7 separate regions of the Mus musculus genome follow, and regions 1, 2, 3, 5, 6 and 7 are each linked to region 4. Evidence: chromatin contacts called from public Hi-C and HiChIP or PLAC-seq data. All regions are on one chromosome and are shown on one strand. Each heading gives the region's core, a stretch centred on a gene start, on an enhancer-like site or on the middle of the called end of the contact. The rest is flanking DNA. Distances are from core to core; before and after follow the strand shown.

Region 1 (3,488 bases), core at 499-2,998, 270 kb after region 4:
TGCTCACAGTCAGCTATTGGATGGATCACAGGGCTCCCAATGGAGGAGCTAGAGAAAGTACCCAAGGAGCTAAAGGGATCTGCAACCCTATAGGTGGAACAACATTATGAACTAACCAATACCCCGGAGCTCTTGACTCTAGCTGCATATGTATCAAAAGATGGCCTAGTCAGCCATCACTGGAAAGAGAGGCCCATTGGACTTGCAAACTTTATATGCCCCAGTACAGGGGAATGCCAGGGCCAAAAAGTGGGAGTGGGTGGGTAGGGTATGGGGGACTTTTGGGATAGCATTGGAAATGTAAATGAGGAAAATACCTAATAAAAATATTAAAAAAAAAAAGACTGAGTGTGGTAGCACATGCCCCTAACCCCCTGCACTTAAGAGGTGAGGGGTTGGAGCCGGGCGTGGTGGCGCACGCCTTTAATCCCAGCACTCGGGAGGCAGAGGCAGGTGGATTTCTGAGTTCGAGGCCAGCCTGGTCTACAAAGTGAGTTCCAGGACAGCCAGGGCTATACAGAGAAACCCTGTCTCGAAAAAAAAAAAAAAAAAAAAGAGGTGAGGGGTTGGAATAGGAGGCTCAGAAATTTAAGGCTAGCCTGGGCTACATGAGACCCTAGGCTAGGCTCAATGGTAGAGCATTTGCTTTGTGTCTTAGTTGGGGTTTTACTGCTATGAACAGACACCATGACCATGATCAAGGCAGCTCTTATAAAGACAACATTTAATTGAGGCTGGCTTACGGGTTCAGAGGTTCAGTCCACTATCATCAAAGTGGGAACATGGCAGCATCCAGGCAGGCATAATGCAGGAGGAGCTGAGAGTTCTAAATCTTCATCTGAAAGCTGCTAGCAGAATACTGATTTCTAGGCAACTAGGATGAGGGTCTTAAAGCCCATGCCCACAGTGACACACATACTCCAACAAGGCCACACCTCCAAGTAGTGCCACTCCCTGGGCCAAGCATGTTCAAACCACCATACCTTGTGCGTCCTGGGTGCTGGGATCATGGGTCTGCACCACTACGACTGGCCTTTTTTTTTTAAAAAAAACAATGTGTATGGGGCTGGTGAGATGGCTCAGTGGTTAAGAGCACCCGACTGCTCTTCTGAAGGTCAGGAGTTCAAATCCCAGCAACCACATAGTGGCTCACAACCATCCGTAATGAAATCTGATGCTCTCTTCTGGAGTGGCTGAAGTCAGCTACAGTGTACTTACATATAATGAATGAATAAACAAACAAACAAACAATGTGTATATGTGTATATCTGTGCACTTGAGTGTATGTATTTGTAACACGTGTGTGCCCCAGCCTATGAAGCCTGAAGAAGTCAGAGTTACAGACAATTGTGAGCCATCATGTGGGTGGTAGGAATCAAACCTATGTCCTCTGGAGCACCCAGTGCTCTCAATCACTGAGCCACCTCTCCAGCCCCATCTCCATGATTAGCTAAATATTGCTATGGAGACAGCCAGTGGGCCACCCTTAACTCTGCAGACAAATGTCACCAGCTAAGGACAGCCACAGAAGATGTTACTCCTCCCAGAACTGGCATGGTCCATGAAGGGCCAAGAAGGGACATGGGGGAGGGGAGGAAAGGACCAGAGTGGGCAGCCGTGGGCTAGCACTGGGAAGCGAGGAGGAAGGGCAGGAGCTGGCCGTATGAGCCTAGCCTCAATCTCACAAGGGCTGAGCAGTGGAGGAAGGAAGGAAGATGGGGTCAAAGGTCACAGGAAGAATCTCATGGACTAGAGAGAGTGGGGGTGGAAGTTCTCGGTCCTTCCCAGGAGAGGCTACTGATCTGGGTCCCCAGCCTCTTCCAGGGCTCACAGCGACTCCCCAAGACCTCCTGCAATCCAGCATGGAAGCTGCACTGCACAGGCAGAGGCCCATGGCAGAGCCCTGTCTCCATCCCCAGCTGGGTCTGTCCTACGCTGAAATGCACCAGGCCTTTCAAACTTCCCTCAGCATCCTTTTGGAGCTCAGAGTGTATGGAAGGCGGAGGGGGGGGGGTGTAGACTGGGAGGGGGACTCTCTGGAACTGCTTCTAGGAGCAGGATGGAAGGGGCTCAGCCCTAGGAGACCAGTGACTGCTGAGCCTGCATCTCTAATTGTGGGAACCAGTGCCCTTCACTCCTCACTGCGTTTCCTGAAGGAAAAAAAAAAAAAAAAACAAGGTCAAAGGTCAGACCACGAATAGGATGAGTCCAAGACACAATCTGCCCACTTGAAAAGGCAGCCCTGAGCCGGGCGTGGTGGCACACGCCTTTAATCTCAGCACTCGGGAGGCAGAGGCAGGTGGATTTCTGAGTTCGAGGCCAGCCTGGTCTACAAAGTGAGTTCCAGGACAGCCAGGGCTATACAGAGAAACCCTGTCTCGAAAAACCAAAAAAAAAAAAAAAGAAAGAAAAGGCAGCCCTGGGCTTCCCCATGGGTCAAAAGCAGGAAGAGCCATTTTTAGCTTGTCACTGTGAGGAAGGGCTCTAGCTCCAGGGTGGATGCGGCTGAAGGCACCTCAGTGTCAAAAGGCTACCTCCCCGATGTATCTGGCGCCCCCTGCTGGTCACCGGGGACACAGTCTCCAGTTCAAAGGTAGGAAGCAGCTGGCTGCAAACAGAAAAAAAAAAAAAGTCAGGGTGGGCGAGGCTGAACCGCCCCTGGGGTCTCACACAGTTCACCCCAGCTCTCATGGCCCTGGGCTGCCCCATTGACGCTGCTCACCTGGGGTGCTAACACACTCCTACAAACTCTCAGTGGGAAGGTCTACGTCTACAGGCAGGCAGACTCCAGACACTGTGGTCCAGGAGGCTGGCTTACAGAAGGCCGTGGGATGCCCTCCGTGTTCATTGGCACTATCTCTAGTGGAGCTGAGGTGTAAGGCCTGACTACCCTTGGCCACCATGGTGAGAGGAAGCGCCTTCGGAGTGCTCTGGTCAGCAACGGGACTGAGGCCCCACACAGCTGGCATCAGCTGCAGGGCACATGTGTAGCGCGGTGCTTCTAGATGGATCCAGCACCAGCCACCAAGTCCCCAGCCTTCAAATTATCCCCACTGACGACCCAGACACTATAGAGCAGAGGCAAGGTGAACTCACTGTGCCTTGAGTGATAAAACCGTTCATCCTACACCATGATGTTAGGGGTGGAGCAGGCTCATCACAAAATAAGTAAATGGAGCTGAAGATGAAACACAGTGGGTGAAGGGCTAGCCTCGGATACGCAGAGCCCTGGGCTCAATCCCCAGGGCTGCATAAACCAGGGCAGGCAGGCCTGCACTCCCAGCACTCAGGAAGTAGAGACAGGAGCATGAGGGATTCAGGCTCATCCTAGCTACACAGAAAGTTTAAGGCCAACCTGGGCTACATGAGACCCTGTTTCAAAAAAAACCAGCTGGGTGGTGGTGGCACACGCCTTTAATCCCAGCACTCGGGAGGCAGAGGCAGGCGGATTTCTGAGTTCCAGGACAGCCAGGGCTATACAGAGAAAC
Region 2 (4,044 bases), core at 467-2,966, 370 kb before region 4:
TTCCTCTCTTCCTTCTGGGGTGATTTCCTGTGAGGCCCATGGAGGCCCAGGAGGAACAGCGTGCTCGAAGCATGAGAAAACGAACTTGGGTCCCTTTTCTGTGGAAAACACCAGGAGACTATGGTGAAGTCGCCTCCCCATCTCTGGATCCTGTTCTTTGTTCCCCATTCTCCTCAGTATCTAGGAGGGGCATATTGGGTCCTGGGTACTCCTGGAAGTCAACCTTACTATGCCGATCTAGGATGGCAGGATGGGGCGGGCCACTTCCTGTCTGGGTACAGAAATGGTTCCTGAAGGAGGTTCAGAGAGCAGGAGTCTTGGCATACTGAGGGCTGGAACCTCCAAGCACTTACCATGGGCGCCGGCTTCCCTCCTGACACGATGCAGACCAGTGTGAAGTTCTGGGCCTGGTACCGGCTAAAGGGGGCAGGGGAGTCAGCAGCCACGACTTCGATGGAGGTGGGAGGAGCTTCCGAAGGGAAGGAAGGACAGGAGATAGTGACTCAGTTGGGGGGGACTCAGAGTTCTACACCAGGTGGAGCTGCAGTATTGACGGCTATGGGGAGCATTGGGCTCCTTGCTGGAGACACAAGAGTCCCTGCTTCCTGGGACTTTTAACGCACTGAAAGAAACACGGAGCACTGGAGAGGCCATGAGGATTGAAGTGGTAAGGACATCCCAAAGGCATCCAAGTGCAGAAAGGAACCCTGCCCCAGTGAAGAGATCCTGGGGGTCATTGCCAGAGAGGCCACACTGGGCTGTGGTCCGAGGAGGCAGAAGTTGAGAGGAAGGCAGAAACAGCACAGGCAAGGACCCAACGGGGCGGGGCGTGAGGGCTGGAGTGGGGGAGGGACAGCCGAGCTGGGTACTTTGGTTGTCCCAACATCTAGTAAGCCAGGGCAGTGAGTTGTAGGCGCTCACTGTCTGGGCTGGAGCCAGCTCCAACCTGTGCAGGCGACTATGACATTTTCAGGAATTTTGTGAACCAGCTGTTAAACTGTTATGAACTTAAACAGGTCCCCGTGGGTGTCTTCACACCGTAATACCAGTAACTGCAGCAGATCGAGGCCTCCCTCTCCCCTCCTCTGCCTTTAGCACCGCCCTCCCCCCTCCCCCAGAATTCTGGAAAGCCCTCTGATCAGCTCATCACAAACTAAGAGTTTTCTCCTTTCTGCTGAGAGTAGTGGGTGTTAGCATTTTTTCTAGGCTCCACCCCACAGTTACTTGGCAACAGCCGGGCGTGCCTGACTCAATATAAAAGGGGCTGCTCACCCTATCCTCTCTTGTTTCTGCTCTATCCTCTCTTCCCTTCTCCCTCTCCCTAGTCTCCTCCTCGCTCTCCCCCCCCCAACTCCACCCCCCATGCCCTGAGTAAACTCTATTTTATTCTATACCATCCTGTGGCTGGTCCCTCAGGGGAAAGGGATGCCCCAGCATGGACCCTCAGAGGCACCCTCCTCCCTGACACCAGACTACACACTCACCAAACATATTTCTTCTCTCATTATCTTTTTATAAAACATAACAACGAGGGGCCACTGAACGTTTTAAGAGAGCGCGAGGACGGGGGTGGGGTGGGGGTGGGGGGTGGCATCATTTTTGAAGAGCCGGAAAGCACAGCATGTGTTTTAGCTGGACAAGACAGCGTCTTAGACTCCACAGGCTAGGAAAGAGCTAGTCATGTTACTTAAGAGTCATCCGGAGCTGAGAGCTTCTCTCCCTGGAACTGGGCTTACTGTGGGTGGCAGCCTCCTTCTCACCCCATCCCCTCCTTCTCTCCTTCCCCACACCCCACTTCAGTCACCATCATCCTTGTGTCTTGGGGACACTGCCACACTGCGAGCCTCTGACCTCTCCTTGGTTAAATGGGAAGCGTGCAATAGACATGGCCGTAGGACAGAACTCAAGCTAGAGAAACCGCGGGGCTTCACGCTGGGAATTCAACCTGAAGATGTTTCCTTTGCTGTGATTTCCCGACCTCTGTAGGAGGCACCATCTTTGAACTCTGCTTGGGGCAGGCAGTCCGTTCTGGCTTCCCTGGCCTTGGGCCTCTGCGCAGCATGGATGGGGAGCAGGTGGGGGCGGTCAAACAACAAACAAAAGATGCTGGAGACCTTGCCTTCCTGCAGGGGGTTTTCACCCCGGTTGAGTTTAATTAAGTTCACTGAGCATTTCCTGACGCCCGCCAGGTGTGGAGCTCAGTGCCAGGGGCCTGCTGTAGGCATCCAGCAAGGAGGGAGATAAACGTGCAGAGAAGCCCGTGTGCTGGTGGGGACCGGCAAGCGCAGGACCGCTGTGTTTTAGAGCCCAGAGAGATGAGGCCAGGTATAAGCTATTGCTTCGTTCAGGCAGCCACACATGCTGGGGGCAAGAAAAGGGAAGCTGAGCGAGCCAGGAGCTTGGGAGAACAATAGACAGAGAATTGTAATTAAGTGGAAGATGGCTCAAAACAGATGGTAAGTCGGGTAGGAACTGGAAGAGCGGAAATGCACACCAGAACACTTCAATTACCCACAAGTTGCAAACTCTGCAGTGTAACTTTTTCAGAACAGCACTGAGAACGAGATCTTAAGGGAAAGATCGGTGGCAGCCCAGTTTCCAGGAGCTGCTGATTCCAGCCTCACCTCTGGCCTGCCAGGTGGGTGTGCTATTCCCATACTCCGGATGGGCAAAAAAGAGGTGTGGGACCGAACCCAGCATATGTAGCCTATATGTAGCATGAGGTAGAGCTGTGATCAGAATAGTGGCAACCTGGTTTGACAAGGTCTCCCTATGTAGACCAGGCTAGCCTTGAATTCTTAATGATCTATTTGTCTCTCCCTCTGTGTGCTGAGATAAAAGGTTTGTGCCACCAATGCCTGGTCTGGAGCCCAGATTGTCACTTTTCCAGGCTCAGCCAACCTTCAAAGGGACTGGTATCTGTCAGTACCTTTCAGCTGCTGAGAGTTCCTGTTCCCTGGTCCCCTGCAGCATCTCCACAGGCCTGGTGATTCAATTTCCTTGGGAACTGCTTCCTAGTTCTGTTGCCCCAGAGGTCGAGGGCCCTCCCTTCAGTCAGAGTTGAGCATAAAACCCTTCCCCCTAAGCTTACTGTATGTGGTTCCCCCACACCTTAAGTGTCCCCCTGAAAGTTACCCATCCTCACCTCTTTCTGCATCCCATCCCTACCTCCACCAGCCTCATCCCTGACACTACCTCTACCTCCACCTTTGTCATCACTTCCCGTTCTCATCCACATCTTCATCTCCAAAATACGCTAAAGTACAACCTCCAGAATGCTGAAGGGCCAGAAAGGGCAGGTGGACCCTTCAACACCCCCCTCCACCCCCATGTTACTGTATTAATTTTCTATTGCTGAGGCAAAACACCATGACCAAAGCAACTTATAAAAGAAAGCATCTCATTTAGCTTATGGTTCTAGAGGGTTTGAGTCCACGATGGCAGAACAAAGGCATGGCGTGAGGAAAAGCCAAGAGCTCACAACTTAAGCCCCAAGCAGGAGGCAGAGAGCACACTGGGAATGGCAGGAGGCTTTGGAAACCACATAGCTCACTCCCAATGACACACCCCCTTCAACAAGGCCACACTTCTTAGTCCTCCCCAAACAGTTCCACCAACTAGGCCACACCTCCTAATCCTCCCCAAACAGTTCCACCAACTAGGCCACACCTCCTAATCCTTCCCAAACAGTTCCACCAACTACAAACCAAGAATTTAGACACAAGTCTACAGGGGCCATTCTCTTTTAAACCACCACAGTCAACTTCACTGAGGTCACACTGAGGAGAAGGTGCCTGATAGAACTGCTCAAGCACTACATAAGCCAGTGACTATGTGGTAGCTGACATGTCCTCTGGTCAGGGTAATGAATGCTGTTGGCTGGCTTCATTTTTGTTGTGCTAATGAAGGACTCTAGAGCCTCCTGCTTGCTAGACGAGTTCTCCAGCCCTGAGATACATACCCATCCCCACATCATTAGAAAGGAGGGAGAGGGCTTAGGATAGACTGTGGGCATTAGACCAGAGCTCAAAGATCAGCCGCATT
Region 3 (3,720 bases), core at 1,119-3,618, 400 kb before region 4:
GAATCATAATGTAAATGTCTGTGTTTTCCAATGGTCTTAGGTGACCTTTGTGTAAATGTCACGACCCACAGGTTGGGAACTGCTGTCCCAGGGGATGGTAGTGTCCGTGGACAGAGCTGGCCCTGGCTTCTCTTATGCTGGAGGTTCCATCACTAGTCATCCCACGGCCATGATCAAAGACCAGAGGTGAATAAGTTGGGGACATGTGAGCTGGGGAGGAATGAAAGAGTCTATAACCAGCGGCCGCCATTGGCCTCTCCCTTCGCTGGCACTGCTGGGGCTCAACCAGGCATATTTCAGGGTGCAAGCAGTCCTGGTGCCAGGGGACACTGGGATCCATTCCCCGCCTGCAAGTCTTGAGAGAGCAAGTCTCCAGGAGGCCAGAGAGAAAACGCTGGGAGCCAGCTGGAGTCCAGGCTCACTGGAGCCGTCTCAGCCTGTGGAAGAAAAGCTTCTTCTCAGTAGATCCCACTCGTGGCTCCCTGGGTCTCTATGGTTGGCTCCAAATTTGGTTGACTGTCCTGATTCTGTGCCTGAACGACAGTACAGCCCGCTCCCTGGGACTTCATCTCAGCTTGCCAAAAAAACCCAAAAAACAAAAAGCCTGCTACCTCCCCTTTTAGGTCAGCTAGAAGGAAGGACAGACAGGAGATGGAAAGACTGACAGCCATTCAGAGGAAAGACTGCCCTGGGGACGGGTCTCTTCGATGAGCACCAGAACCCACTTCTGTTCGCATGCTGGGGTACTTATAGGCAGAAGCAGGTGGATTGGACAGAAATAGACAAGTTTTCTTTCTGGCCTGCAGTTGGATGCTGCTGCCAGGGGCAACCAATGTCTGGGGGTGAATAAGTAAGTATCCCTCTTCCCTGGCCATTGCTGGGGGTCTGATAGGGTAGGGTAGGGGAACAGCAACCTAGAGAAGTTACATCAGTTGTAAAACCAAAGAATTGTCACCGTCCAGCTGAAATGGAGGTGTTGTACAGAAGGGCATAGCCTTGGCTAACACTGTCCTACCTCTGTCTAATGCCTGGGCCAGCCTTGGGCACATGGGAAATGCTCTGAGAACCCCAAGTCATGGTTCATCTGGTCACCCAGATGGAAAGGTCAGGGTCAGAGAAAGCAACAGGCTGGGGACTGGGGTGTGAGGAGCCTGGCCACAGTCTGCATGCAGCCTTGGGTATGCTTCCTCAGGGACAGCGGTGGCCATATGTGACCTTTGGCCTGACTCGCTCCTCCTTCGTGATTGCCTCATGGAACACATGTAGTAATTCTAAAAGCCAACTTGGCAAGGATGCCCAGAGGAGGAACTGAGAGTATGTGGAGTGACTAAGCACAGCACCCAGGTACTCGGGTGCAGGTACTTAGTCACAGTCACTCTCCTGGTCATGGTCGGTGGTACCCCCTGCTGCCTCCCTTACCTCACACAGCCAGTACACAGCCATAAACAGTCTCCACTTGCAGGCTCGGCTATGAAGGACTTTGTAGTGTGGTGTCCCCTCCTCAGGCTGTCCTACCTACTTCCTGGAACCTGTTCTGTTTGCTTTTTCTATTTTCTCCATTTTTAGATCCGACAGCAGAGGCCCAGAGAGGGCAAGTTGTTCACAAAGGCCACACAGGAGCCTAGGAGTAGAGCCCAGAAAGGGAACTGAGTGGTTTGGGTAACCAGGCAGACTTGGGTTCAAGTCCTGACCCAGGCTTTGATCCGCCTGAGTGGATTCTGATGGTTCTTCACCTTCCTGTTCTCACATTCTCTTTCAAAGGTGGGCATGCAGCTCAGTGGTGGGGCGCCCACCCACTGAGTGTGGGTCCACAGAGCTCAGTGGTGGGGCATCGCCTAGTGAGTGTGGGGCCCCGGAGCTCAGTGGTGGGGCGCCCACCTAGTGAGTGTGGAGCCTCGGCTTTCCTCTGGAGTCCTAGCACTGAATTAAAAAAAAATTGAATGTGTGGGATGACTCCAAATTCTGTCTTGTAAAGTCTAGGAAGGAGGAGAGCATTCTTCGTGTGGTCAACAAGGCCACTGTGTTCTTTGCCCGCCTTTGGTAGGGGTTCTCTGCTTTGATTAGTGACTATTTTCTGGGCGACAACTCATGGAAGTCCCTTGAGGGACCTGCTGCTATGTGCCAGAGGGTAACCCCTGCCCGGGGAGCCAGTCAGGCAGGGCGTGAATGGACAAGGAGAGACAGAGCCTCCATTTGAGGTCCTGACCCTGCCTGTACCTGGCTCTGGTGGAGGACGGGATGGGTGGTGGGGTCCTGGTCTTCTGGGATTCATTCGGGCTCAAGGTGATTGAGCCTCTCAGAAGCAATACAGGGGCAAAGGAAGGTGACGCCTTTAATGCAGAGAGAAGCATCGAGTTCCAGCCAACCAGCGACATTTGCATTTAAATGGAGGTCTGCAAGTCTGTAAATCTGCATTTCCCAACCGCAGAGCCCTAATGGTTGTTTAATCACGTTTAGATGAACCCCCTGGAGCACTGGGGGTAGGCGCAGCACCGTCTTAGCTCTGTTACAGAGGCTGAGATCAGGCACTCCTTCCTCCTATCTCCTGTCCCGGACAGGCTGCTCACTCTAGAGAAGCGACCGGCCCCTGTCCATGCCAGGATTAACTCAGAACTGGCAGAAGTAGGATTGGCCCCAAAGTCCCCGCAGCCTCCACAGTAATGAGGATGGTGACAAGATTTGAAGAAATGGGCAGCCGGAGCTCTGAGCAGGGCCTGCACGTGCTCCGAGCTTGATGGTTTCTCGTTCTACCTCGGACTGTAGTGCCCACTGAGGCTGAGCAAGCCGGTGGCGTGGACACCGTCCAGGCTTTAGGGTGGCATGTGGGGGTGGCGGCTGATGAACGGGTTCCTCACCGGAGTCACCTATCCTGTGAGACAGACCTCTGAACCCCTGTTCCTCAGGACGTTGGCTTCTGCGAGGTGTTCGCTCTCCCTCAGCTTCCTCATCCACGAAAGGTTCCTGTCCCCTTGTCTTAGATGCTGGCCTTCTAAAGAGCACCAGCTCTGTCTTATCCCTCGCCTGGGGCCTGGCAGGTAATAAGTGCTTAATGAGCACTTGGATCTGTTGTTACTTAGACACGTGCAATAGTACCAGGGACCCTGTAGCTTATCGGTGTTCTTTAGCTCAAAGGCACAGTCACTGGCATCAGGCAGGCCTGGGTCTTAATCTCAGCCTTACCGAGGAACTCATACCAAGTTAGATCCTCACACATGAGGGCTTGTTGAGTCTGGGCCCACAGGATCTGGGCAGACAATTACTCTTGTCTCTGCCTTCAGCACTTTCAATCAGGACAGGGTAGATGGGGGGGGGGGTATTGCCATTGCCGATGTAGCCCAGGATGTGTAAATGATCTTGAACCCCTGATCCCCTTGCCTCCACCTCCCTAGAGCTAGACTGACAGGCCTGTACCCCATCCCTGGTTTATGCTGTGTCAGGGATTGAACCCAGGACTTTGTGCATGTTAGGTGGGCACTCTACCAACTGAGCCACAGCCCGGTGCAATGCTGGTTCAAGTAAAAATGCACGAGAGAACTGGTCAACCAGCTCTCAGCACCACCTTGTGCCTTTGGTCCAAATGACAGGGACTGTCACCAGGGTCACCCCTCATGTCCCATGACCCCTTCCCCAGATCGTGGTCCAGCCCTACCCTCCTCCTTGGCCTGACACAGCTGACTGGTAATGTGTTCTTTCTGAGCCGGGCCCCCACCACTTTCCCCA
Region 4 (3,973 bases), core at 56-2,555:
CCATAAAACAACACACTTTGCACACATTGGTTGGTACCTTAGGTAGGTGAGTTACTGAAACATTGGGAGACTCAGTTATCGACTTTAAATGCTGTCTGACATAGTCACAGTCCTCTGGTGAGAACCAGGGGTCTCTTCATACATTCCAAAGGATTTTTCCTAACAGTCATAAAAGATGTCAGGTCTTGTACACCAGAAGCCATACATGCCTATTAAGGGGCCTAAGCTATTCCAAGATAATGGCTCTTAACCTGCAACATTCCAACCTCTCCAGATTGTTCGGATTCTAGCCAGTCACTCGGCTTTTTTAGACAACAGGTTCTTGCCAGGAATTCTAGCTGTCACAGATAACTGAGCCTGGGTGCCTGCTGTGGAGACATCTGAACTGAGAAGATATAGCTGATTAATCGATGCTGTACCCTCCTCGTCCACACAGAAGACGATAATGACTCAGCTAAAAGGATGTGGCTAGGGTGAGGTATGGACTCAACTCGTGCTCTGTGGGTGGCTTTGCTGTGCACACACAAAGGCTGTGAGTGAAAGTGTGTGTTCTCCTGATGAACTAACCCGCAGCCATCTTGGTTGCTGTTGTATAAAAAAAACAGCAACTTGATGCGATTCAAACTGACCCTTCACCTCCCTGCGGCTCAGGTTCCCTTTCTTAGGGTGTTGGGGTGTGTGTGTGTTTGTATATATGCATGAGTGTATGTGTGTGTGTGTTGATACGCATCCATGTGTTGATGTGTGAGTGTGTGTGTGTGTGTGTGTGTGTGTGTGTGTGTGTGTGTGTGTGTGCTGGTGTGTATCTATGAATGTGTTAGCCAGAGGTCCAGACCAGGCTCCTTCCTCAGGAGTCTACCTCCTTTCGGGAGACTGTCTCCCTGGTACCTGACTTGCCAACTTGGGTAAGGGCTGTCCAGTGAGTCCCAGGGGTCTGCCCCTCCTCTGGTTCCTCAGCTCTGGGATATGAGCAAGTGTTCAGGTGTGCTCTGGGGATGAACTGAGGTGCTCGAGCTTGTACAATGAGCACTGTCCTGACCTCAGCCTCTCTTCTCCCCCAGCCTGTCCTGACTGGAAGACAGCTGCTCCACCAGAGATCACTGATTGACTTGCTGAGGGGAGGGGGAAGGGAGGGGAGTGAAGGGGAGGGGAGGGGGAGGGGAGGGGGAGAGAAGGGGGAAGGGGAAGGGAAGGGGAGGGGAATGGGACAGGAAGCGCTCACCAGCTGCTGGAAACTGGAGCCCAGCCCTTGTCTCCTAATGTGACAGGAAATGGGCTCAGGCAGTGTGGCCTGCCGGCTGCCTTCCCAGAGCCAGGCCTGCTTTTCTCCAACTCCCTGGCCCTCTACAGGGAGAAGACAGAGAGGGCCCAGGCTGTGTCCCCAGAACCGCTGGACCTCTAGCCCCTCCTGCCGGAAGAAGGTGGCTAAGGACATCCCTCCTTGTTGAAGCAGCCTCCTCCCAGAGGCCTAGTTTGGTAGGACGGGTCCACCAAATGGCTCAATCCCCTCTGGGTTTTTGTAACACAAACAATCTTAGACAATCTCCTTGGCAGAGGGGGTTGGGGGAAAGGGGATAATCTGTGTGGTGTGAAGAGGAGAATGCTCTGAGCAGAGCCTCACCCCATTTGCATTTCTAAGTGAGAAACTGAGCAGGGGAGGGGGGAGGGGGCCACCACTCCTCTTGTTAACTCCCTTCTGGCTCTGCAGCTGAGGGAGTCAGCCCAGAGCTCCATCCACCTAAGACCCAAGTCCAATCCCTGCATGGAGGAGTCTGGAGTGGCAACCTCTGTGGACCTCTGTCACCTGTCACCTCCACAGAACAGAGAAGTTACACTACAGGTCCACGGGGAACCTTCCAGAAGGGGCACACTGTAGTTATTAAACCTGGGGAGCCAAAAAGTTTCACTCAAAGTGTGACCTTGTTTGGACCGAGCAGCTGACCTTGAATGTGACCCTTGGCCTCCCTGTGGGGGGTTGAATGAGAAAGGCACCCATTGGCTCATAGATTTAAATGCTTGGCCACTAGGGAGTGGCACTGTTTGAAAAGATTAGAAGATTAGAAGATTAGATTAGTGGCCTTGTTGGAGGGAGTGTGTCACTTGGGGCGGGCTTCGAAGTTTCAGAAGTCCACACCAAGCCCTGTGTCTCTCTCTTCCTGTGACCTGCGGATCTTGGTGTAGAACTCTCACCTACCCTCCAGCACCATGTCTGCCTGCAAACTGCCGTACTCCCACCATGATAACCATGACCCTTAACCTCTGAAACTGTCAGCCAGCCCCAGTTAAGTACTTTCCTTTGTAAGAGTTTCCATGGTCATGGTGTCTCTTCACAGCAATAGAACAGGGACTACGAAACTCCCCATAACTGGTAGGAGGCTTTGGGAGGAACTGGCTCAGCTGCCAGCCTCTGCCTCCCCAGAGGCCTGCCCCAGCATCTCCGGAAGCTGGCCACCTAGGTTTCTGTCTGGGTATCTCTGAGAATTCGAGGTTTACTCCCCTACATTGGGACGAAGGCATCTAATTCCACAAGCTGTAAGACCTGTAGACTCAAGCTCAAATCCGTTTCCAAGGCGGAGGATGTGTCTCGGGTGGTGGAGGATCTCTGTAGCATGCAGAAAGCCCTGGTCTCCATCCCTAGCGTCTTCTGAATCCAGGCTCTAGAATTCCAGCCGTGAGGAGGTAAAGCCAATAGAGCCAGAAGTTCAAGGGTATCCTCAGCTTCACAGGGTATTTGAAGCCAACCTGGGAAACAGGAGATGCTCCCACATTGAAGCAAGTTTTGTGCAAAGAAAGTCCCCAAGGATTACCATTTGCATGCCAACCCCAGCAGTGATGGCGTCATCTCCCGGCTCTTGCTTTTCTTCTCTGTGTGGGGATGATGTCATCTACCTCTCAGAGAGCTCCAGAGAGGGTCACTGAGCAGAGCAGTGGCAGACATTCAGTGACATTCACTGCCCTGGTGGTGACATGCACTGGTGGGGTTCTTGTTCTCACGACCTTGTCACTATATGAATGTGACATGGACCTGTGACTTGCAGCCTAAGGGAGAGGGCGTGGGGGCTACAGGTCACCCCTAAGCTGACTGGAAAGGTCACCAGTGCTAAAGCCCCTCAAACGCTCGGGGCAGCATGGTGCCCACCACAGGATTTTAGGACTGGGGAGGGAGCTGGGTCAGATCCAATTCACAGTCCTCACACCCATTTCTGCTTACAACTGTGTAGACTCCTCCTTTGTGATAGGCTCTGCTTGGCCCTGCAGAACTACTTTCTAGAAAGAGCAAAGTGAACACTACCACCGTGTGTACCAGTGCGCATGGGTGTTGAGTGTGGCTGTGGAATCGATTTCGCCTGGGTCTGTAGACAAAGCAATTTTATGACCATTCCAGAACTCAGCCTCCATGGCATCTTGTGCTTCTGCCCACTCTTCTGCCCTCTGCTAATCTGGGCCAAGAGCAGCAGCCACCAGCCTTTGGCCAAGTCCCAGCAGGAGCCTAAGAGGTGGGCCTGTGCTGAGCCCCAGCCAGAGGCCAGCCTTCTGAGCTGAAGCCAGATAAGTCAATCCCCAACCAGCAAGCCTAGCATCGTGAAGATAGGCACTCATTAGCTGCTGTCTGACTTTCCACATGACCTCTTTGGGGGCCTGATGATGACACTAGTTGGTGACTTAGTGTCAGCAAGATGTAGCACCTCAACTGACAGAATTATCTGGAATCCTCTACCCTCTGCCATACTCAGTGGCCATGCCCAACCGTCTGTAGGTGCCAAGCAACTGAGCATACACTTTCCAGTCTGAAGAAGACAAATGTCTAAGTCACCAGGCAAGCCTGAGCTTCATTGAGAGCCCGGCTCCCTGTCATCTCCCACAAACCCTCATCTCAGCTCATCTCTGAGCTGCGGATCTCTCCTTTGATACCATCCAAAGGATGAGAGGCCTCTGGGACGCTGGTGGCTTGGTTTGCAGCACCCATGGGATC
Region 5 (3,599 bases), core at 1,007-3,506, 300 kb before region 4:
TTGGCCCTGGTAAGTTTCTGGAATTCACATTTTCCCAGCAACTTCCAAGCAGACCTGGCCTAGTCGGGGCCAACTTTGGCTCAGGGAATACAAAAGGGCAAGTCACTGAAAGCTCCCCTAGTGGCCATAAGGAGAACTGCAGCTCCATTCTAAAACTTGATTTTGCCATAGGGACCACAAGAGCTCATGGGCTGGATGCTGGGGGTTTCCTGTTTATGATTAAAATAGACATCAACTGTTATGAGTGACATACTTGAAGGGGCCCAAGGTTGTTCTCACTACATCATTCCTATCCAGATTTCTCGAGGATCTGGGTTGGGACCCAGGTCATGACGGGACCATAACTGGGTGTGCAGGATCTTGGGTGGTCATCTCCAGAGAGACTGAGCCTGAGTTTGTCCTAATATCCAGCAAGCTCTACACATAGTAGGTGTTTAATGTGTGCTTACAGAGAGTCTCACGGGCAAGCAGTTCCCATTACATATATTTTGGAGAAACTGGATGCATGACTTACAATAGAAACCAGAGGACTAAGGGATCAAGAATTGAGGCTTCCAAATTATCAAGGCTGGGATGGCATTTTTTTTGTACTCACAGCAAGACAAGCATCTGAGCTGCTCAGTAACGCATGCCATCAGGTAAAGACATGCAAACTCTCAAAGGACCACGGATGCTCGGCTCTTTGGACTGAACCAGTAATAACTGTGTCTATTTAAAACCCAGAAGTGTGTTTTCATTAGAGATGATTTCAAAGGACTTCTGTAAGGACCATTGTCTGCCTACTCGGAGTGGCCTTGTCCCTTTCTGGGCACCTTCCCACCTCCACTGAACATACCGTGTCTCCACTCAGAGCTCCAGTCCCCCCTCCCACCAGCCATATCCACTTTGCCTCAAAGCCACTTTTGACTTCAGATCCACTTTCAATGCCACTGTGGCCACCATCTCCTCAGCCCTGCCAGCTGAGTCACCTCGGCGTGTGTCTGAGCAAGTCCTCAGACAGCTCCGGCTTCACTGTTGCAATGGTTAGCTATATATCTGTTTGGACTCCACTTCCCCTCTTTCTAGACTCCACCATATACTGTCTCTCTCTAAATGTCAAACAGACTCTGGGGTGCTGAGGAGGGGAGGAGGGACTGACCCTCGGGGAAACCTAGCTGTCTGGTGAAAGCATGGGGAAGGACAGACAGGTTTTAATGCCTGATGGGGACTCCATGGTATCCAATTTCTAGTGTACACGTCAGAGCCACTGGGGACAATCACTTCCTTCAGTGTCTACCTGCCAATGCCCCACCCCCACCCCACTTTCTGCTATCATATATCATAGCAGTATGCTCAGCTCATGCTGTGCTCAAACAGCCAGTCGGTCTCCGTGGGTGAGAGAACACGTGCTACCAAGTGTTTGTGGGACTCTGGTACCAGGCCCCAGCGTCCTCCGGGGATCACTTAGCTTTCTTGTCTCAGTAACCAGGGTGAACTTTCAAATGCAGGTCATGGTGGGCCAGCTGCTCTCCGTGGCTCCCCGTGGCTCCCGGGGTGCTGAGGGTAAATTGCTACTTTGTTATTTCCTCTGCCCTGGCCATGCTCCGCCCCAGGCAGCCCTTCTCACCCCAGGGCCTTTGTGCTTGCTCTGCCTGCTTTTTGGAGTGACCCCTGCTTTCCTGCCCCACCCTCTGTGCATGACTGTTTGCACTCTAGTTCTCAGCTTGGATGTCTTCTGTGACACACGGGCCCTATTCCCTGCGACCCACCCTTGATCAGGAGTGCCCTGATTTGCATGGCCTCTATTTGCATGGTCCCTATTTGCATGACCCTTATTTACATGGCTGTGATTTGCAAGGTAGAGATTGCACCCTGGAAGTTGCTTGGATAAAGGCTCAAACTAAGCCTGGCCAAACCCATGCAGGGGACAGCACAACTACTGCCTAAGTGTGAAGACTAGAGTCTATCCTCACAGTCAAGTTATTGGCTGGACTAGTGAAGTGGCTAGGCTCTCAGGTAGGAGAGCACGTTTCAGTGTACGACATAGAGAGAGAGATCGAGGAAGCATCATTCTGCATACCCGTGTGTCCCCACACAAGTCACACACACACACACACACACACACACACACACACACACACACACACACGGACACGGACACGGACACGGACACGGACACGGACACTTTACAGCTCCTTGCTTTACCCTGTTCTCTAGTTAAGGCCCCGCCCATTCCCTACTCCTGTTAAGGCCCCGCCCACCCCCTACTCCTGTCTAAGGAGCGAATCCTCCACTCCCAGCCAGTCCCTTCCCCACTACCCCGAATCCCTCACACACTGAATGGACGAACCCTCGAGCCCAAGGTAGCATCACAAGGACTCACACCTGCGTCCGCAGGAGGCAGGCACCCTGTCGTCGACCAGCTTCTGCCGATCGCGTCCCACCAGCTGGGGACAAACACGGGGAGTCCCTGGGGCTCCTTGAGGCTCCCCAGGAAATTGTTCTCTGCCGGTTTCTGGTAATATTCCCAGCCTCATTCTCACCCCGCTTTCCCAGCTGAAGAGGAAGCAGCTGAACAGCTGTGGAGCTGGGACTCTGGGCTGAGATGCATTAATTTGTAAATATCTTCATTTATATGTAAATGCGGAGCCCGGAGCCCCGCCGCTGGCCCTAATGGGGCCTTGCAGCCTGGTACTGCGGCTCTTCCTTCACTGGCTGGCCACGGGAAGATGTTCCCAACACTGCTTGATTTCATTAAGTCTCTTCTTTCACTGGCCCCTGTGTCCCCTACATATGGTGGCTCTGCTCCCCGGAGTGCCCTCTGCTCAGGATACCCAGGTGTCTCAGAGTGCAGAAACTCAGCATGAACATGGAGGACTAAAGGAGCCCGGCACATAAATCCTAGGACTGAACTTAAGTCCATGCTGCTGTGTGACTTTGGAAAAGTCCTATACCCTCTCTGGGCCTTATTTTCATTAACTGTAAAACAAAGACGGCACCATGGTATAGGTGTAGGAAGAGGTGGTTTGGGGTTTGATCAAGTTCATGTCATTCCAATGGGAGACCCTTAGCTGGGTCATCCCTTGGCCTTACTGAACTGTGACCCCTTCTGTAAAATAAAATGCAGAAAAGGGGGAGTTAAAAATGTTACTTTTCCAAGTTCAAGGGGTTAGCTGAAGATAGAGAGCAGCAGAAGAGATAGAAGTGTGTACATAGGGGCTTTCAGGATGGGGGATCCCGTGCAAAATTGGCTTTGCCTTGCGGTGGGGAGAGAGGGTTGCTTGAAGCTTAGGGGTGAACACCTTCAGCTCAGAGTTATGTTTGGGGACCAGGAAACTCTGACCCCAGGTCACCTGTCCACCGAATGGGTCAGCCAGCATTTGACTTGGAGAAAATGGGCACCAATGTCTAACACATTCCATTCTAGGATTACAGGAAGATAGTCTAGTCAGCCTGCTTTCGGGGGGCGGGGGAGGGGCGGGGGGCTGGGAGGCTGGGGGGGGGAACTGGCTCAAGATCACTGGGTAGGAAGTGGCTGTGCCAGGATTTGAAGCCTTCAGGCACCTGCTGGCTTTCTCAAAGCTGGTGAGCACGGCTGGAAGCAGGTGTGTGGGGCGTGG
Region 6 (3,964 bases), core at 456-2,955, 350 kb before region 4:
GGATAAGCAGGAAGATCTGAATTTGGATCCCAACACCCACCTAAGGCACATACTGCACTTGCGAAGGACCTGTATTTAGGTTTGTAATGCCCATGTCAGGTGGCTCACAACTGCCTGCAACTGCAGCTCTTGTGGGGGTTGAGGTGCCCCTGACTTCTGTGGGTACCTGCATGTAGGCGATACACATAAATTCATGCAGGGAGCACACAGAGATTAATGAAATAAGCAAACTTTAAAAACCAAGCCAGGTGTGTGAGAAACATTTTATTTATTTATGTATTTATGTACTTATGTATGTATGTATGTATGTATATATTTATTTTCTCTCAAAAATGGCTTGCCTGGCTGAAGAGACAGCTGAGAGATTAAAAGCACTGGCTGTTCTTCCAGAGGCCCCAGGTTCAATTCCCAGTACCCACATGGCAGCTCACAACTGCCACTTCCAGGGATCTGACACTCTCACAGAGGCATACACACAGGTAAGCCACCTATACACGTGACTAACTAACTAACTAACTATAACTAACTAAATATATTTTATATATAAATATAACTAACTAAATATATTTTATAAAAAAAAGAATGGCTTGCCCACCAAGAGACAGCACCTGCATTTTGCCCAAGCGCTGGATAGTTCTGAGACTTGGCTTTGTCATATCTTCCCCTTCATTCATCAGATGGCAGGGTACAGCCCACAAATGGGGTGAGACCCAGTCGCCATCTAAGAATCACACAGAGAACATCCCACCCTAGTGCATGCTTGCTAGCCAGGCTGGGTGAGTGCAATGGATTGAATCGCTTGCCACAGGAATTGCTGGGACACCTGGACCCCTCCCTCTCACCATCAGTACAATAACTCAGCATGCGCTGTCTGCCCAGTGAAGGCGCTAAAGTCATAAACACTCTTAGAAGAAAACTATGCAGTAAACTGTGCCTGCCATTAGCCAAGGGCTCCCTAACTGGAGGTTCTAACAACAGGGCATTAAAAGAGAAGCAGATATAATAGACAGGGAATCGAAGCCCCCTGTTCTTTTGAGGTCACCCTCCTGAAAGCTCGGCCTACAGGATGGGAGAGGGGTGTGCAGATCAGACGGCTGATAAGAGACTTTGGAGATCAGGGACTTACAGCTAAACAACACGGAAACAAAGTCTAGGAATTGGCCGGTCCCTGGGCAGATAGGATATAACCAATAGTCCCCTGCAAGGTGGCTAGGTTCACACCTGCAAGGCGATGCCACCTCCTCCCATCACCAGGATGACAGGTAGACTAAAATGACCCCTGGCTTTTAATAACAAGTGTCGACAAGAATTCAGATGCTGCTGGGAAGCATAAGTAAGATAGGCATGTTGAAGTCTCATATAATCCCAGTGCTGAGGCAGTAGGATTGCCATGAGTGAAGGGTAGCCTGGGTTACAGAGGGGGACCTTGTCTCAAAAACACCAACCCAAGTTGAAACTACAACAAAAAGCTCCGCCCAAATTCCCCCCAAACCGGCACAGAAGCTGTAAAGCTTCCTGCTATTCTCTTAAAAGGCCATGCACCGGTTCACACCGTTCCTGGCAGTTTACGTCCAGGCACACAGAGGAGAAAGCAGAAACTGTCCGCACAATAACTGGTTCAAGGGTATTCAAAGCGGCACAACTCGTGAGCGCCACAGGGTGGAAGCAGCCCAAAGCCCCTCCACAGACATAAACCCGCACAGTGGGATACAACTTAATACTAAAGGAAGAGTGAAGTGTTGACGCGCGATACAGCACTCATTAACATTTTGTCTAAGCTCCGCCCCACAGTTACCTGGCAACACCCAGGTGTGCCTGACTTACTATAAACAGAATGGCTTACCTGCTCCACTCTCTTGCTCCTGCCTTCCTGTTCCTGCTCTGTCCTTGCATCCCTTCCCCCTTCTCTCCCCTTTCCCTCCCCCACCCTTCCACGTGGTCATGGCCAGCCCCTACTTCTCTACTCTCCCCCTCTCTCTGCCTCTACTACCCTCTCAACTCCCCTCCCCATGCCCTGAGTAAACTCTATTCTATAGTGTACTGTCCTCAGCATGGGCCTGCGGAGGTAACCCCTTACCCACATTCCCACCAAAACATATCCCCTCTCTCTTTATCTTTTGACAAACACAACAGCATTTATGAACTGTGAGAACATTAACGACAGATACCAGCCACCAAAGATCCGTACGTTTTATAGGATCCTGGTTGTCTGAAATATCCACAGTAAGAAAAGCCCGTGGGGAGAGGTGACTGTGTGGTCATGGCCACAAGGTTTCTTTCTTTTTTTTTTTTTTTCCCTGAGACAAGAGTTTTTCTGTGTAGCCTTGACTGTCCTGGAACTCACTCTGTAGACCAGGCTGGCCTTGAACTCAAAAATCCGCCTGCCTCTACTTACCAAGTGCTGGGATTAAAGGCACATGCTACCACTGTCCGGCCACAAGGTTTCTTTGGGGAGTGATGGGGACATTCTAGATCTGACTATGGCGGTCGCTGCAGGGTCCTGAGTGTAAATGGGACACATTAAATGAACAGTGGGGTGTGAATTATCACTCAATAGAACCATTGAACAAAATAGTAAGGTTGGGGGTGGGTGGGAATGAACACCAGCCACAAGGAGAGCTGTGCAGAATGCATTGGAAAGCAGGCACACGCCACCACTGTGGGGGTGTCATGCACTAACACTGCTCTCTGGGGCTCCAGGTGTGGAAAGTATCAAAGTTCACTCTGCTAGCCACATGGAGTGGCTCGAAAGCGAGCTGGGGCTGGGGGACTCCTGAGAGGAGGTTTGCTCGCTCTCACCCTTGCCAGAGTCTTGTGTAGCCCAGGCTGGCCTCCTATGTAGCTGAGGATAACCTTGAAATCTTCCTGAGTGTTGGGAACATGGGTGGGCACCACCAGGACCAGTTTACGAGGGGATAGGTCTTAGAGATTCCCCCTTGCTAGGCTTGTCTCTAGCCATTGAACAAACTTCCCAGGGCAAAGTCTTGACACCACCAGGGCCTATTTGTCCGGCTTCCCATTACTTGGTAAGGTGCCTTCAGAGTGGGTGGTGTGGTTTACACAGGAATGGTGCCCCTAGTCTCCTGTATTTGACTGCATGGTCACCAGGGAGTGGCACTATTTGAAAGGATTAGGAGGTGTGGCCTTGTCAGAGGAAGAATGTTATTGGCTGTGTGCTTTGAGGTGTCTAAAGCCCAAGTCAGGCCCAGTGAGTCACTCTCTCTTTCTGATGCCTGCAGATGCAGATGCAGATGTAGAACTCTCAACTCTGTCTCTAGCACCAAGTTGCTGCCGTGTTTCCTGCTGTGATGATAATGGACTAAACCTCTGAACCATTCGGCAGCCACAGTTCAATGCATTCTTTTTATAAGAGTTGCCAGTGGAGCCGAGCATGGTGGCACATGCCTTTAATCCCAGCACTCGGGAGGCAGAGGCAGGCAGATTTCTGAGTTCGAGGCCAGCCTAGTCTACAAAGTGAGTTACAGGACAGCCAGAGCTATACAGAGAAACCCTGTCTCAAAAAAAAAAATAGGAAAAAAAAAAAGAGTTGCCAGTGGTCATGGTGTCTCTTCACAGCAATAAAACCCTGACCAGGACTAAGACTAATAGTAATGGCCTAGGATAAATCTTTGCCCCAACCCTGCACCCTATTTTCTGGCTAGAGAAACCAGACAAGTGACACCACCTTGCTATTTAAAAGGGTAAGCGGCAGGATTACCTATTTGAGTGCCCGAATGTCCTCGAGAGAACACGTGAACAGTCTGAGCCTGGTGTGTTAACTGCACGTCACTGGGAACAGAGTGGTGACATCCCAATCGGCCTCCTCCCTCCTTGCTCTGTTACTGTCATGGCTTGATATTGTTTTCCCAAACATATGGTGAGTCCTAAGCCCTAGTCCCCGAGAGTGTGACCTTATGCATGTAATTAGACTGAGATGATAGCACACTGAATCGGGATGCGTCTT
Region 7 (3,961 bases), core at 600-3,099, 270 kb before region 4:
GGCGTGTGGACACATTAGGCATGCTATGGACGAGGGACATTAACTTCTCTCCGTCGGGGAGGCTGGGAGCCTTCTCCATCCCGGACCAGAACCTGAGGACGCGGAGCCCCAGAGAATTCCCAAGGAGAGCATCAGAGCTGGGACTGGCTTCCAGCAATCTTTCTGCTTTGTACTTTGAGCTTCTTTTCTTTCTCTCTCTCTCTCTCTCTCTCTCTCTCTCTCTCTCTCTCTCTCTCTCTCTTTTCTTTCTTTCTTTCTTTTTTGTTTGTTTTTTCGAGACAGGGTTTCTCTGTGTTGCCCTGGCTGTCCTGGAACTCACTTTGTAGACCAGGCTGGTCTCGAACTCAGAGCTTCTTTTAAAGGAATTAGGAGGAAAAGATTCTGTGTGTGTGTGTGTGTGTGTGTGTGTGTGTGTGTGTGTGAGAGAGAGAGAGAGAGAGAGAGAGAGAGAGAGTATGCGAGTGTGTGAGCATGTGAGTGTGTGTGAGTGTGTGTGAGTATGTGAATGTGTCTGTGTGTGTAAGTGTGTGTAAATGTGTGTGAGCGTGTGTGTGTGTTGCATATGCATATGTGTATGGAGACAGAGGACAGCTCTGAGCTTGGTTCTTCAGGAACTCTCCACCTCCTCTGAGACAGGGTCTGTCATGGGTGAGCCTGGAGCTCACTAATTAGGCTTTAATAGCTCACCATGGAAGCCCAAGGATGCTCCTGTCTCTGCCTCCCCAATGTTAGGATCTGTACACAGATGCCGGGCATCCCTTCCCAGCTAAGCACCTGACAGAGCATCTGTGGTGGTTAATGCCGACTGTGAGCTTGACAGGATCCAGAATCACTGGGAGATAAGCATCGGGCTGTGCTTGGAGGGAAGCTTCTGGATTACGTCACCGGAGGTGGGGAGACTCCTCTGAATGCGGAAAGCACCATGCCAGGGCTGGGGAAGCGAGCTGGGTACCAGCATCCATCACTCCCTGCTTCCTGACTGCAGAGGCATCGGATACTCCCAGGTAGATGCCTCAGGCTCCTGGTGCCATGCCTTCCTGCCACGATGGGACCATAGGCTTGAACTGTGAGCTCAAATAAACTCTTCCTTCACTGGGCTGCTTTTTCGACAAGCAAGTAACTGGCGTCCCAGCCTCTACCCAGCCTTGAAGGCATTGTAACTGGAGTTTTTGATACAAAGCGAGGAGGGTGTTCTGTGCATAGCCAATTCTCATACTGCCTGCCATCAGGGGTTTCCCATCTGAGGGAGGAGGCGTGGATGGTTTTTCCTGAAGAGACACCCACACGGACACCAAGGGCTGGATTCCAGCGCCTGGAAGGCATAGGAGACACAGGTACAGGATGGATGAATGCATCAGGACGTGGAGGGTGGGGACAGGGAGAAAGAGGATGGAGGAAGAAAGGAGGGACTGAAGGACAGACAGACGGACAGGCAGTCGGACAGGCATGAGCACTGGGTTCGATCTTTCCAACTTGTACCTCAGTCTTGCTTTCTCCATAGCGGAAGAGGAAAGCACACTCCAGGAGGAAGCAGGAAAAGACTAGGAATCCTCCAGAGATCTCCCTGGAAACAGGAAGTAGGCTGGGGCCACAGGAAGTGCCTGTGGTCAGGAGTGGGTGTGGGTGGTAGCTGGTAGATCAGCACCAGCTCACCTTACACACAGCCACACCTCAGCCCCAGGGCAGACAGGAGGTGGGGTGGAGGCGGCGGCTGCTTTGTCAGTATTTTCCAAGCCTACCCTCTGACCTTCTAAAAAGCTCTAACAGCGAGCTTCCCAGTTCTAATGGAAAATCCCAGCACCACTTTCTACAGGGGCCTCCATCAATCAGGCCACAGACCTCCACAGAGCCACAGAGAGAAAACTGCCACTGAGCACTGCTTGCTGAGAGCAAGCCCTGCACTGTGTGAGAGCAGAGGGGGGTTCAACCCAGTGCCTTGAATCTCTCAGAAAAGTCCAGTTGGCCAGGTCTGCCAGGTCCTGGGGCGTGCACAGACTCAGTCACCCCTGGGGTGCGGGGGGGGGGGCAGCAGAAAAGAGCCAGGCACGTCTCAGCCTGGGAGCCTTTAATCCCTACAAGCTGTCTGGGCTTCTTCTTCAGGCTCTGTGGGCAGTTGTGCCCCTTACCAATGCCCCAGGTCTCAGAGACAACTCTGGGCTTTTTAAATTTTATTTCTGTCAGCTAATACATCCGTGTGTATAGGAGAGGAGTTTTGGGGGAGGAGGGAGACGGAACAGGGGTGGCTCTTCCCTTAACTGTCTTGGGTTTTGAGTTTGTGGTGATCAACTGAGGACAGACTGGAGATACAACCAGGATACACATTTGCTGTGTCTGCATTTTTCTCCTTCTTTTTGTCCTTCTTAAAAGATTTTTATTCTTGTGTATGCGTGTGTGCATTGCACGTGGGGACTGCATTGGATCTGCAGATGGCTGTGGGCCACCTGATGTGTGTGTTGGGATCAGAACCCAGGGACCATACAAGAACAGCAAGCACTCCTGACTGCTGAGCCATCATCCCTCCAGCCCTACTGATGTTTCTCAAACGAGTACAGTAATATGAACGGGGAACAAGGCGAATAATTAAATAATCAGCAGACGTCACCCAGAGGTGACTCAAGCCCGCGGGGGACTGTGTAGGGTAAATTCAGATGTTGTGGCATTTTATGTGTCAGCTCATGTTTGTGTGTGGCTGAGCACAGGCCCCCTCGATCCCTGGTGCGCACGTGGAGGACACAGGACAGCCCATGTGGGTCTCTCTACCTGCCATTTTGCTTTGAGGCAGGGTCTCCGTGTCGTTCACTGCTAGCCCACGGGCTTCTGGGAATTCTCTTGCTTCTGCCTTCAGTCTCCCTGGAGGAGTGTTGGAGTGAGGGGCCTGCGCTGGCTTCGTATGGATCTGGAGATAGGAGCTCAGCTGTTCTCAGTTGCATGGCAAGCGCTTTGTGTTCTGAGTCATCTCCAGAGCCCCATAGTGGAACTGTGTAGAAGAGACTGGAGCACTCAGGTCCCAAGATGTGTCCTCTGTGAAGAGTGAGGGGGTGGCTGGGAACGTACATACAGATGTCCAGCCACCACAGTTTGGGCGCCATGCCAACCCACACTTGTTGGTTGGACTCGTTGGTTGGAAAGTCAACTCATCTTGACCTGGGCCTCAGTATCTCCACTTACAAACCATAGGCTGGGTGTGGTGATTCAGCGATCAGATCAAATCTTAGCGTGTTCATATAAACCCTCTGCTATAAATGGGAAACGGTGGGAGGCCCTCCCACAAACAGCACGTGATTCCCTCAACACCCGACAGGGGGTGCTGGTTCCCTTATTTCCAGAGAGAGCCATGAGGGGCTTGGGGCCAGCCTTACCAAGAAAGCTGCTTGTCTGGAGCCTGGAGTGTCTGAGAGAACCTAACTGTGGCTTCAGATGTTCATACTCCACTCTGGCGAGGACTCTGGAAGCTCACTACCAAGGGATGATCATGTTCTCGGTCCAGGTCGCCATCCAGATGAGCAAAGTGTCCACTGGGTGGCACCTTGGGTGGAGGCTCCCAGGTAGGGCTTTGATAGCCCCGAGGAGGAAGGGGTTATGTCTGCTGCACCTGTCCCAGCATAGACCAGGCATCCAGATGTGCTCTTGCAGCCTGACAGAGCTGAGCATTGTGAGGAAACAAGAAACGGGCTAGAGAGAAGTCTGAGACCGGAAGGGCTGGGTTCAAATTCCAGCCTGGTGACTTCTGAGAAATCACATCTTATCCCCGAGCCCCCAGTATCCCTGTCTTACAGTGGGTGGGGGCTTCAGGTGAAGCCCAGGAAGTTCTTGGGGGCTCAGCTCTCCTCCCTGAATGAGAAGCAGAGTCCCACATAAGCTAGGATGGGTTTCCCACTGTATTCCAAGAGTCTAGGGCAGAGAGCTGTACCCAGGGAGCTGCTGGGCTTGGGGGATCAGGTGCACAGCAGCCCTCTGCTGC

What was found. Hi-C and Micro-C count contacts between places; a contact is called where the count stands out from the background. HiChIP or PLAC-seq counts read pairs in DNA pulled down with a chosen protein or histone mark.
Region 1: a contact with region 4 is called in a Hi-C map of the N1E-115 cell line, with 7 times the contacts expected there. The contact joins two enhancer-like sites. A contact is called at or near these places in 1 of 15 datasets of contacts at CTCF or cohesin (embryonic stem cells), 3 of 484 Hi-C or Micro-C datasets (the N1E-115 cell line and embryonic stem cells) and 2 of 115 datasets of contacts at active chromatin or transcription factors (both in embryonic stem cells).
Region 2: a Hi-C map of the N1E-115 cell line shows a contact between it and region 4, with 4 times the contacts expected there. The contact joins two enhancer-like sites. A contact is called at or near these places in 1 of 15 datasets of contacts at CTCF or cohesin (embryonic stem cells), 3 of 484 Hi-C or Micro-C datasets (the N1E-115 cell line, embryonic stem cells and nephron progenitors), 1 of 115 datasets of contacts at active chromatin or transcription factors (embryonic stem cells) and 1 of 9 other capture datasets (embryonic stem cells).
Region 3: an H3K27ac HiChIP or PLAC-seq map of embryonic stem cells shows a contact between it and region 4, with 5 times the contacts expected there. The contact joins two enhancer-like sites. A contact is called at or near these places in 1 of 484 Hi-C or Micro-C datasets (embryonic stem cells), 4 of 115 datasets of contacts at active chromatin or transcription factors (all in embryonic stem cells) and 1 of 9 other capture datasets (embryonic stem cells).
Region 5: an H3K27ac HiChIP or PLAC-seq map of embryonic stem cells shows a contact between it and region 4, with 4 times the contacts expected there. The contact joins two enhancer-like sites. A contact is called at or near these places in 1 of 15 datasets of contacts at CTCF or cohesin (stem cell-derived epiblast-like cells), 5 of 484 Hi-C or Micro-C datasets (the N1E-115 cell line, embryonic stem cells and nephron progenitors) and 9 of 115 datasets of contacts at active chromatin or transcription factors (all in embryonic stem cells).
Region 6: an H3K27ac HiChIP or PLAC-seq map of embryonic stem cells shows a contact between it and region 4, with 2.4 times the contacts expected there. The contact joins two enhancer-like sites. A contact is called at or near these places in 2 of 484 Hi-C or Micro-C datasets (the N1E-115 cell line and nephron progenitors), 2 of 115 datasets of contacts at active chromatin or transcription factors (both in embryonic stem cells) and 1 of 9 other capture datasets (embryonic stem cells).
Region 7: an H3K27ac HiChIP or PLAC-seq map of embryonic stem cells shows a contact between it and region 4, with 3 times the contacts expected there. The contact joins two enhancer-like sites. A contact is called at or near these places in 1 of 39 promoter capture datasets (the HPC-7 cell line), 2 of 15 datasets of contacts at CTCF or cohesin (both in embryonic stem cells), 8 of 484 Hi-C or Micro-C datasets (embryonic stem cells and nephron progenitors), 9 of 115 datasets of contacts at active chromatin or transcription factors (astrocytes and embryonic stem cells) and 1 of 9 other capture datasets (embryonic stem cells).

The regions. Positions count from the first base shown.
Region 1 is chr4:140,671,998-140,675,485 of GRCm38.p6, forward strand. No RefSeq gene overlaps it. Among named protein-coding and RNA genes, the nearest start is that of Gm13025, 6.0 kb to the right of the region's middle. Within about 2 kb of position 1,749, at least 8 of the 459 cell types and tissues checked have an H3K27ac peak or open chromatin away from gene starts, as enhancers often do. A contact at or near this core is called in the N1E-115 cell line, where this site is marked.
Region 2 is chr4:140,037,070-140,041,113 of GRCm38.p6, forward strand. Igsf21 (immunoglobulin superfamily, member 21) reads right to left here. Exons shown (of 10, transcript NM_198610.2): 5 at 354-469. Among named protein-coding and RNA genes, the nearest start is that of Gm52685, 31 kb to the right of the region's middle. Within about 2 kb of position 1,717, at least 38 of the 459 cell types and tissues checked have an H3K27ac peak or open chromatin away from gene starts, as enhancers often do. A contact at or near this core is called in the N1E-115 cell line, where this site is marked.
Region 3 is chr4:139,999,878-140,003,597 of GRCm38.p6, forward strand. No RefSeq gene overlaps it. Among named protein-coding and RNA genes, the nearest start is that of Klhdc7a, 34 kb to the left of the region's middle. Within about 2 kb of position 2,369, at least 15 of the 459 cell types and tissues checked have an H3K27ac peak or open chromatin away from gene starts, as enhancers often do. A contact at or near this core is called in embryonic stem cells, where this site is marked.
Region 4 is chr4:140,405,151-140,409,123 of GRCm38.p6, forward strand. No RefSeq gene overlaps it. Among named protein-coding and RNA genes, the nearest start is that of Gm13021, 15 kb to the right of the region's middle. Within about 2 kb of position 1,306, at least 54 of the 459 cell types and tissues checked have an H3K27ac peak or open chromatin away from gene starts, as enhancers often do. A contact at or near this core is called in the N1E-115 cell line, embryonic stem cells and stem cell-derived epiblast-like cells, where this site is marked.
Region 5 is chr4:140,101,250-140,104,848 of GRCm38.p6, forward strand. All of the region lies in intron 3 of Igsf21 (immunoglobulin superfamily, member 21), which reads right to left. Among named protein-coding and RNA genes, the nearest start is that of Gm52685, 33 kb to the left of the region's middle. RefSeq lists an enhancer at 1,621-3,599. Within about 2 kb of position 2,257, at least 46 of the 459 cell types and tissues checked have an H3K27ac peak or open chromatin away from gene starts, as enhancers often do. A contact at or near this core is called in embryonic stem cells and stem cell-derived epiblast-like cells, where this site is marked.
Region 6 is chr4:140,057,191-140,061,154 of GRCm38.p6, forward strand. All of the region lies in intron 4 of Igsf21 (immunoglobulin superfamily, member 21), which reads right to left. Among named protein-coding and RNA genes, the nearest start is that of Gm52685, 11 kb to the right of the region's middle. Within about 2 kb of position 1,706, at least 9 of the 459 cell types and tissues checked have an H3K27ac peak or open chromatin away from gene starts, as enhancers often do. A contact at or near this core is called in embryonic stem cells, where this site is marked.
Region 7 is chr4:140,137,387-140,141,347 of GRCm38.p6, forward strand. All of the region lies in intron 2 of Igsf21 (immunoglobulin superfamily, member 21), which reads right to left. Among named protein-coding and RNA genes, the nearest start is that of Gm13029, 3.5 kb to the right of the region's middle. Within about 2 kb of position 1,850, at least 20 of the 459 cell types and tissues checked have an H3K27ac peak or open chromatin away from gene starts, as enhancers often do. A contact at or near this core is called in embryonic stem cells, where this site is marked.